2 separate regions of the Oryzias latipes genome follow, and region 2 is linked to region 1. A link is a contact called in public Hi-C data. All regions are on one chromosome and are shown on one strand. The core of a region is the stretch at or near the end of the contact, and the rest is flanking DNA. Distances in the headings are between cores, read along the strand shown.

Region 1 (5,014 bases), core at 329-2,828:
ACGGCCGCTTCAGGCTCGTCTTGTCCGCGACCACGACCACCGAGCTCTTCTGCATGATGCTGCTCTGCCAGCCCACGAGAGGCTCTTCCCCACGGCCGCCACGCACCTGAGCTGGAGGATGGAAGGGCATCCGAGCTCCGGATCCGCAGCAGCAGCCGCACGCACACGTCACCGGTGCGCTGGCTGTGAGGCCTTCGAGGACACTCGGAAAGGTTGGCACCGACTGGCTGCACGTGGGATGCCCACAACGGAATTTTTGAGCGAATAAAAAGAATTTGACTCGTGTTTGGATCTATTACATGCAATTAAAGCTTAATTACTGTTAATTAAATCAATCAAACACTAAATAAAATAAAAAATTTGTATCTGCAGACATATTATGACTCGTTTTCAGAATATTCACTTTTTTAAAATCTCAAATCCAGTCATGTCAGATGTAAAACCAGATTTAGTCGGATTTTAATTGGTACGGGGTGCAGGTGAAACATTGTGTGTGTGTGTGTGTGTGTGTGTGTGTGGAGGGGGCTAAGGTGTACTGAAAGTTTGGGGTGTCCCCTCCGATGCCCCAAAATTCTCAGAAAGCCGTGCTACATTTTTTGTTGTTCAAAGATTTTCCTGACATGACCATTTGTACTTAACGGGTTAGGGCACGCCCCCTTATTTGTGTGTGTGTGCGTGTGTGTGTGGGGGGGGGTCTTTCATCAAATTGTGGATTTTTCCGGGGAAGTGGCAGTCACTGGATATGGGGGGTGGGGGGCACTGTCCCGCCAGTGCATATATCCGGCCTTGAACATGAGTGCAGTTCCACATCTCTACAATCGGAGATGGGCAGATTAGTCAAACTTTTTAAAGTCTCAGTCTGATCCTCTTTTGATTGTTTTTTATTTATTTATTTTTTTTTACAGTTTTTTATTTTATTTAATTAAGTTAGAACAATTCATATTAATCAATGTCTGAGCAGGGCTACAACATAAATATGCCAGAATTTACATCCCCAGTACTCTAAGAAAATCAATTTTTTGGACACAAAAATCCTTTTTTTTAATTATAATTGTAGCTTAATTCGCACTTAGCACAAATATAAAATAAATAGTAATAGTAATAATAAATTATTAAACTAATTATAAAGTGCATCTAGATTATTTATTTACTTAATGCTTTTAAACTTCAAGGCTGCAAAAACTGGAAAACCAGATAGTTAGCATTTGAAATCATTTTGATTTGCTCTGATTTCATTTTAGTATTTCAAAAAATGTTTTATTGGATTTGATTTTCTTTTTTTAAGTTTGTATTTTTTTAGGTAAAGTCTCTGCTTTTACCTCGTCAGATAAAAGCTGCGCCTGTTGTTTTGTCATGTTGTGGAGAAGTATTACACTGTAAAACTACATGAAATGGAGAGGTAAACTCATAAAGTTAAGCCCCATTCACTTTTACTTCCTTATACCCTCTGATAAAGGAAGCTACATCAACATTTATTACAGGGAAACAAACTTTTCATCTGTTGAGCTTGTTCTGTGGTTTTTTACTACATTTCCCACAATTCCACAGGAGCTACAAGGCAGGGCCATAACTGGAGAACAGGTGGGGCAGGTTTGTGTTGTCACCACACAAGCTATGTGGAGAGAAAGAGAAGGTTAGAGGAGAAAGTCGGAGCGTGAGAGGAGCAGGTGTCCCAGAGGATCATAACTTCCATCTCCTGACTCCTTTTTAAAAAGAAGATCCTGGAACCCAACATGAACTCACGAGGACCCAAAAGGATGTGAATTCATGCCGTGTTCTGCCGAGGGCAACAAAGTAAGTCAACACCTGAGCTAAAATGAGAAACTGAACTGAGTCTGTTCTGTCCTACAAGAGGAAAGGGGGGAGGTCGGATCTGCCTGGGGGGCGTACGGACGAAGGAGGACAAAACTGGAAAGAAAATCCCACATGTGGGGTTTTTTTGTTTTTGTTTTTAAAGACTGATCCTGTTATAACCTTTTTTGATTTGAATTTTTTTTTTTTTTTTTAAGACGGCAACTGAATTTTTGTCATTTTGTAAAAAAAAATAGAATTATTAAATTCTATTTTTTGCAAATTTAAGCAAAACACATGAGGACTTCCTAGTCTAAACAAAGTTGCTGCTGGGTGCACCACCTGCTCAATAACTGGAACTTTTTTCACTTGAACTGCAGAGTTGTCTGTCAAAACTCATAAAGAAAACACAACATTATTTGACCTTAAAGGTTAAATATTCAAGGAGCAAGAAGGAACATTTCCGTCCCAAAAAAACCCTCAAACTTTTAAAGATCTACCATGCAGGAATCGGGGCCAGAACACGACGACTCCTTCGATTTTCTGTTCAAGATCATTCTGATAGGAGACACCAACGTTGGGAAGACCTGCGTGGTCCAGAATTTCAAATCTGGGGTGTTCTCCGAGAAACAGCAGAACACCATCGGGGTTGATTTCACCGTCAGGACGTTGGACATCGAGGGCAAGAAGGTCAAGGTTGGTCTCCATTGTGATGCGTGGTTCTGTATGGACATGGTGACCTATGCCCACAAACTGTCATTCATCTTCTCAAACGATTTAGAGGTGACGCCTCCTTTTGGTTACAGCGCACTTTGGCTCCGCCCGAAACAAGTTAAGTGAGCCGTTTACCTGAGGAACCTGTTGTTCGGGTTCTTCTGCCTGAGCTGTCTGTGCAGACAAAGAGTAGAACGCCCCTTGAACTCCTTCCTGTTGTTCTAAAAAAGGAAGTTAGCATCATGATTAGTTCTGCATTCACTTTTCTGAAAAGCACTTTCTATCGATCAAAACTTAGTATAAGAAAGGAGCTAAAATGGGTTTTACGGAGTTCAACTTTTTTTTTAATGCTCTCACCAATAAAATATTCAAACAAGAAAGACTCCGCAACGCAAATAAATAAATCAAGCAATTCATGACTAATTATCAAACTTAAACCTGTTTTTCAAGTCATAAAGTGCATTAAGATGAATTATTTATTTCATCTTAATGCCCCTTTTTTATGAACCTCAAGGCTGTAAAAATTGATAAAAGGAAGCTTTTGGCTTCATTTGGCTTTTCCGATGTTTGGTTTGATTTGATTTCCCTTTTTCAATCACAAAGTAAAGGAGGAGTAAAGGAGTGAAAGAAAATCTTTCTTTTAAAACATCTTACAATGATTGTTTTTACGTGTTAAACATATAATAAATTAAAGATAAAAAAAACACATTAAGGTATCAGAAATAACTTCAGGAAATTGTCTGTACATGGTCCCATTAAGCCTCTTGTTTCTAATTTATACACTTAAAATTCTCAACTCATTTTTAAACATTTGAACATGTTTATGATACTTCCCTCTGTGTTATTCCAGATCCTCATTCCACTGACAGAAATGCACACACTTTCTTGTGTCATCATAAGCAGTTATTGTGACAGGTCTTTTTTTATTATAAAAAAAAACAATCTACAGTATGTACTGGTTTATCTGGAATGTTTGCAAAGCCAACACGTGAGAAAAACGAAAAATATATTTTTTAAACGGACTGTTAGTCATACATGTAAAAGGATTGATATAGTTAAAAATATTCTAAATAAATGTTGTTTCTGGTTTGGTAAAAGGAGACCCTGCATGGTCTCTGGTGATTCTGAAGTAGTTGCTACGACACCAGAGAGGTTGGTTCAGTCCTTGGGGAGTTTTCTCAATGACAACACAAAGTTCTTTGTATTCTCCCCATCGGGGCCAAGACAACTGCTCTCCTGACACTTTCCAGTGTTCCTGTGCGCAAATATTGAAGAGTTTCTTGAGTGCTGGTGTAATGCTGTGCTTTGCTCAGATGCAGGTTTGGGACACCGCTGGTCAGGAGAGGTTCCGAACCATCACCCAAAGCTATTACCGCAGTGCACACGGCGCCATGATCGCCTATGACATCACGCGACGGGCGACCTTTGACTCGGTGAGCCACTGGATCAGGGAGGTGGAACTGTATGGGGCGGCAAACGTGGTCCTGGTGCTTATAGGTGAGTGGGAACTGGACTTTTCTTTGTCTGTTTTTTCAAAACCCATTTAATCCAATTCAGGGTTGCTGGAGCCTATCCCAACCGCAAAGGCAAGCTACACCCTGGACTTCTAACACATACACAGCCCTGCGATGGACTGGCAACTTGTCCAGGTTATACTCTGCCAATGCCCAACAGTAGTTGGGATAGGCTCCAGCAACTCTGTGACCCCAAAAAAGATTAAGTGGGTTTAGAAAATACATGGATGGATGGATTATCACAAATCTGATCTTCTTGCTAGATTGCACTAAAACTTTGTGGATCATAGAGTTTGGAATCATATGAGGGCTTCATGGAATACTTTTTAACAATTTAGAGTGGCATTTTAAAAAACAACACCACAATATCGTACATGTAAATGCTATACTACCATTAGTATCTTATTTGATACACATATTTCTGAGACCTCTGTCCCTGTGTTTTTCAACCTTTTTTGAGCCACGGCACACTTTAACCTTGACAAAAATCCGGCGGCACGCCAGCATCCAAAAAAAAAAAAAAAGCAGAAACTCATAGTCTGTATTGATCGACAGACCCCCCCCCCCGCAATCTCACGTGCATTTTGTGATAATTGTGGCAGAAAAAGCAGGAAGTTGCAGCTGTTTTATATAAAAGATGAAATAAAGTTAGAACATTTAAAAACTGTTTGCTGTGTGTTCCTTGTGGTTTTAAGACGTTAACAAGGACGACTCATTGTGCGCTGAGGCGCTGTCCCTATAACCCAATGCATTATGGGAGATGTAGTGTGAAAACTGCAGCAAAAATGCAGAAAGACTCTCGTCTCTGAGCTTCATTGTTTTGTTCACTTTTTCCACGGTCTGATACCAGATTCTGTGGAAAGCTACACCGATAAAGACGAGCTTTAGCTGGAATTTTTGTTAGAACTGAGCGACTTTTTGAGCTAAATTGGAACAAGGAAGTGAGGACTTTAACCACTTCTGATTGGTCAGACTGATGACGTGTGATTAAGCCT
Region 2 (4,937 bases), core at 1,964-4,463, 150 kb after region 1:
GATACCGCGATTTAGCTGCAGCTATAACTGTGTGAGGAAAAGTCCCGCCCCTTTAACTGTCTCCACCAATCATTCTTGAAGGCTTAATCACATGTCATCAGTCTGACCAATCAGAAGTGGTTAAAGTATTCACTTCCTTGTTTCGATTTAGCGCAAAAAAGTCTCTCTGTTCTAACAAAAATACCAGCTAAAGCTCGTCTTTAGCGGTGTAGCTTTCCACAGAATCTGGTATCAGACTGGAACAAGTGAACAAAACCATGAAGCTCAAAGACGCTGGTCTTTCTGCGGTCGGCGGATTACGGGCACTACATCTCCCATGATGCAGTAAAGTGACTGTCTTAGCGCACAATGAGTCTCTCCTCTCAACGTCTTAAAACAACGAACACACATCAGTTTTTGAATCTTTTGACTTAATTTTTAATACATCTTTTAGAAAAAACAGCTGCAGTTTCCAGCGTTTTCTGCAATAATTATCACAAAAATGCATGTGAGATTGCAGAGCGGCTGTAGATCAATACAGACTGAGCTTTTTCTTTTTTTTTTTATTTATCTATTTTTTTGGATGCTGGTGTGCCGCGGGATTTTTGTCAAGGTTAAAGTGTGCCGTGGCTCAAAAAAGGTTGAAAAACACTGGTCTAGATGACCCAACTCCCAATGTTAAAGTTTAAGAAGTTTATTGGGCTTCATAAGTCTCAAAATAACTCCAATTTCTTTCTTTTTTATTTTTTTGTTTTTTTTTGGCCTTGTTAATTTAGCCACAAATGGTCATTTTCAGAAAAAACAGATGGGCGAATTTTCATAAAACAGTCTGCCGGAGCCTGGCACAGCTCAGAGGTTCACACAGCTGCGCTGCCGGAAACCTTTCAAAGTTCATTTGAAAACAGGCAAAAAAAAAGGAAAAACATCTGAACACCAGGTGATATGACCTGACTTTATGAGGGCTTGTAAACTCCAGTGAATGTCGAGCCTTTTTTTATTTCCATATTGGGGTAGGATCACCCCGTTTTATCTCGTTTTTGTTGCTTTGGATTGATTTTTTTCCTTTTTTCTTTTCCTTCATGCATGGGAAAATCCTGTATGTGCGGGATAATAGCCAAACAAAATGACATTATCTGGGAAAGTCAGTCGTTTTGCCTGATGACTTTAAACGGCTGGTTTGATCGTACAGAAAATCAGGTCTGAGGAACGGGAAAAGCCATCAATGTAATGACTCTTAAATCTGTGGCTTTATTACTGCAGACTATAACGATAAGGCTTGTTCATGCAAGAGCCTCTATGTAAGGGAAAAATTAGCACTTAAGGAGTCTAAAACTAGTAATTCAGCTATTTAGGAAATGATTTTTAAACAGGTTTAAAACACCCAAAGTATCATCAGTTCAATACAAATCTTTTTGAAGAAAGGTCTCAAACAGAAACTGAGTATTTTATACTTCATACATAAGAACACCCCCCAGCAGCTGTTCCAGGGAGTGAGTGATGACTCCTGCAGGGAAAAAGGCAATGGGTCAAGAGCAGTGTTACATCATCATCACCTAAGTCTCTTCAGTTCAGCTCAGTCTGTTTTTAATTTCTGCATGTAGGCCTCCCAGCATGTCCTCCAATCCAGCTGGCATTTGATGCCGCCACACACAGGGCAGGCAAACTGGAGCACAGCTCTCTGCTTCCCTCTGCTGGATGACTAATGTGTGTGGATGACATAATATGACAGCCTAAAGCTATTTGATTACTAAAATTACAGCGCCTTAGACATGACTTTAGAAAAAATTATAAATTGTTCCCTCAAATTTATAAATTGTTGCCACCATTTGGTATTCTGTGCGCATAAATTAGTATTTTGTGGCCACAAAGTAGCATTTTAATAGTATTTTGTACTAGTATTTTAGTAATATCAGCTGCTATTGCTAATTTGTGACCAAAATATTGATTACTATCCACAAAATGCTAATGTTCCACATAAAATACCAATATAATGCCAATTTGTGCACACAGAGCACTAATTCATGCCAAAAATTGTACAGTTGAGGGAACATTGTAGTTTAGTTTTTTTTAATGTCATTTCCAGGGCATGTTGGATTGAAATTTATTCCAAATATATTCTATCAGTGTAAGTCAGGTCTCTGCAGGCCCGTCAAGTTCTTCCATACCAACTTCAATCAGTCATCATTTTATGGATCTTCTTTACTGCAACAAAACTAAATCACACAAAGTATTTTGGTCTGGTTTCTTGTGTAAATATCTGATTATACTTGATTCAAGACAAAACTAACATACTTAGAACTTTTTAGTAAGACATAACACTTTTTGGACAATATATCTTGAGTCTTTTGATCTTAAAAACATCTTATTTTTAGCAAACGCACTGATTTTTTAAACAATATTTTACTCAAGTTTTATTTGTGAATGGTAAGCTGTCTTGTTTCATGATATGATTTACTTCTTTTGACTCACAGCAGTTCAAATATATTTAGCAATGGCAGAACAAGAGTTTGAAAATAAACACATATTTATGTGTAATTTTTAAAGAAATGTATCTCAAAATGAGTCATTTTAACATGTTTGTGCTCTAAAAAATAAGGATTTGGGCTGTTGTAGCATTTAAATAAGATATAATTGGGGGAAACTGTGTAAAAATACGTTCTTTTGTGTAAAACCTCCTAATTTTTAAAGATATAAAACTATTTTACTGACCAATACGCACTTATTTAAAGATATAATTCCGATTAGCAGACCAATATACCAAAACATGAGTCTTTATAGCAAGTTTAAAGATTTAATTTAATCTTTTGGTGTTTTATTTTAAGACATCTTACCAGAACAAAGTCAACTGGTTCTATTTAAAAAAAAAGGCTTTAGTATCAATTCACCATATTGTTACCCTTAAACAGCTGCAATAATTAAATCTATATCTGTCTAAAAACTCACATTTTTGTTGATCCTAATTTATGGTTCTTTAGTTGGGAATTTTTGCATTTATGTAGTAAAGTTAATGTCCTTGCAACCTCTTGCATAGGTTTGCACTTTACAATTTACTAACTCAGTTAATTGATAAACAATATGGACATAACACTTTGACAAGAACTGTTTATGTCTGTGTGTGTGTGTGTGTGTGTGTATATATATATATATATATAGTGTTTCCAATTTAACAATTTAACCTTTAGGCTAACGTGCTACACGTATTAGGGTTCTGTTCATTTATTTATGTCTTTTTTAGACAACGCGCAGCGTCGTTGTCATGGTAACGCGCTACAACTAGAGGGTAAATCTCTGCCTGCGTGTGCCTGTCTCGTCAACTCTTTTAAAAGTTGTTTGAGGTCGAACTTCAAGCAAACGGAGAAGCGGAAAAGTCTTGTAGGCGTGAGTATAAACGAACAAAATTAACCTTTAAACTTTTACTTTCGTGTTTTTTTGTTTTTTGTTTTTTTTTGTTTCAAATCGGTAGCCACTAGCTTAGTATGCAAAACCGAAACGCTCGTGCTCAACTTTTTCTTTTCAAGCTAACGTGGCGTTCGTAAATGTGCCTGAACAAAAATTCAACCGAAAAAATATCCAACCGTCCGGATCAAATCAATGCACATAACAAACTTAAAATTTATACTCATCATTAACCATTTTTGCTCTGCTTTTCTACACAAATTGTGCGTGTGACTAAGCACAGATATCTCTTAGCAAAAAGTAGTGCACCCAACGTTTATTTTACTAAATATCTGTAAGTATAGCAAGTATACTACACCATGTATACTTCTGAATACAAAATAAATTGGAACATTCCATGTTTACAGTATATAGATAGTATAGAAAAATAGACTTCAAGTACACTGCCTCACTTTTATATACCAAGTATACTTCCTATAGACCCCTTTTTACTACAGAATAGTATTTCTGGTAATGTGTTGTGCATTCTCTGTTGAATCATATGTGTAGATTTATAGAGTTGTTTGCTTTCCCTTAGAGATTCTGTTTGAGGATCAACAAGATAATAAGCCTCCAGGCATGGAGGAACAAGGGAACACTTCTCCACCTCATCCATCTCTCCAGGAAGATCAGCCCTCTGTCAACGTCGCTGTCTCTGCCTGTCCTGCTTTTCAATATCTTGAAGAGGTAAGGAGTCATGTCACTTTCAATCAGATTGTTCAACAGTGACAGACATATAAAATCGTTTTAAATGACATATTATGTGCCAGAGAAGTCGTTTGTCTAACTCTGATTTGTAAATGCAAAGGAAATTCTGACCAATAACTTTTTTTTTATATTTAAAAAACAGCTTAATTTCAAGCACAACTATTTTTTTTATTAAAGTAACCAGTACAGACAGTAAATAGACATTAAAATAACTTTCCAACAATAATGTCTGTCGCTCTTTGAGTAAACATCTCATTCACTTATCTGTTAAGGGCATGCAGCACCTCATCCTTCCTATTTACAGGCTTCTCTACTAGACCGGACACACTTTAAAATATCACATGCTAAACTTACATTTTTATGTACACTTTTTGTTTTCATAGCAGAAGACTAAAAGCTGATCAGGCATCAGGGAGTCTTTAAACTACGAAAAAAACTGAACTCCATTCAGCAAGAAAAAACAAAAACAAAAAAAACTTAAATTTCTCTCGTATAAAAAGTGCATATTTTTGGTTATGACAAATGGAAATGCATCGTAGAAAACATCCATGTGAACCAAGAGTGGTGAAGAAGGATGACAGTTTATATACAGTCTTCATCAGTACCATCAATAATTGGACTTTACTGCATTTGCACTATAAAACCTTTCAAAAACAAAATAAATACTGTACACATCCTTAGATTGAATCCTCTTGTCTTGTCTTTGCCATCCACAGTGTGTTTAAAAAAATGGTATGATGCTGTACAGTTTTCAAACATTAGGTAGCAGTATTGTACAAACAGTGAGTTAGCCTACAGATAAAGAATGTTATATG

Evidence for each region. A called contact is a pair of places that touch in the nucleus more often than the background predicts.
Region 2: a contact with region 1 is called in a Hi-C map of fibroblasts, with 2.9 times the contacts expected there. The contact joins the promoter of ccdc146 here to the promoter of LOC101158653 in region 1. A contact is called at or near these places in 2 of 5 Hi-C or Micro-C datasets (fibroblasts and gastrula embryo).

Annotation. Positions count from the first base shown.
Region 1 is chr23:12,464,092-12,469,105 of ASM223467v1, forward strand. LOC101158653 (ras-related protein Rab-19-like) reads left to right here and starts at 1,579. Exons shown (of 4, transcript XM_004083011.4): 1 at 1,579-2,487; 2 at 3,819-4,002. The coding sequence starts at 2,293. LOC105357076 (tetraspanin-8) reads right to left here and starts at 272. Exons shown (of 9, transcript XM_011491045.3): 1 at 1-272. The coding sequence starts at 130.
Region 2 is chr23:12,613,194-12,618,130 of ASM223467v1, forward strand. ccdc146 (coiled-coil domain-containing protein 146) reads left to right here and starts at 3,214. Exons shown (of 21, transcript XM_023952484.1): 1 at 3,214-3,357; 2 at 3,953-4,101. The coding sequence starts at 3,994. It overlaps fgl2 (fibroleukin), which reads right to left. Exons shown (of 5, transcript XM_011491048.3): 5 at 4,271-4,937.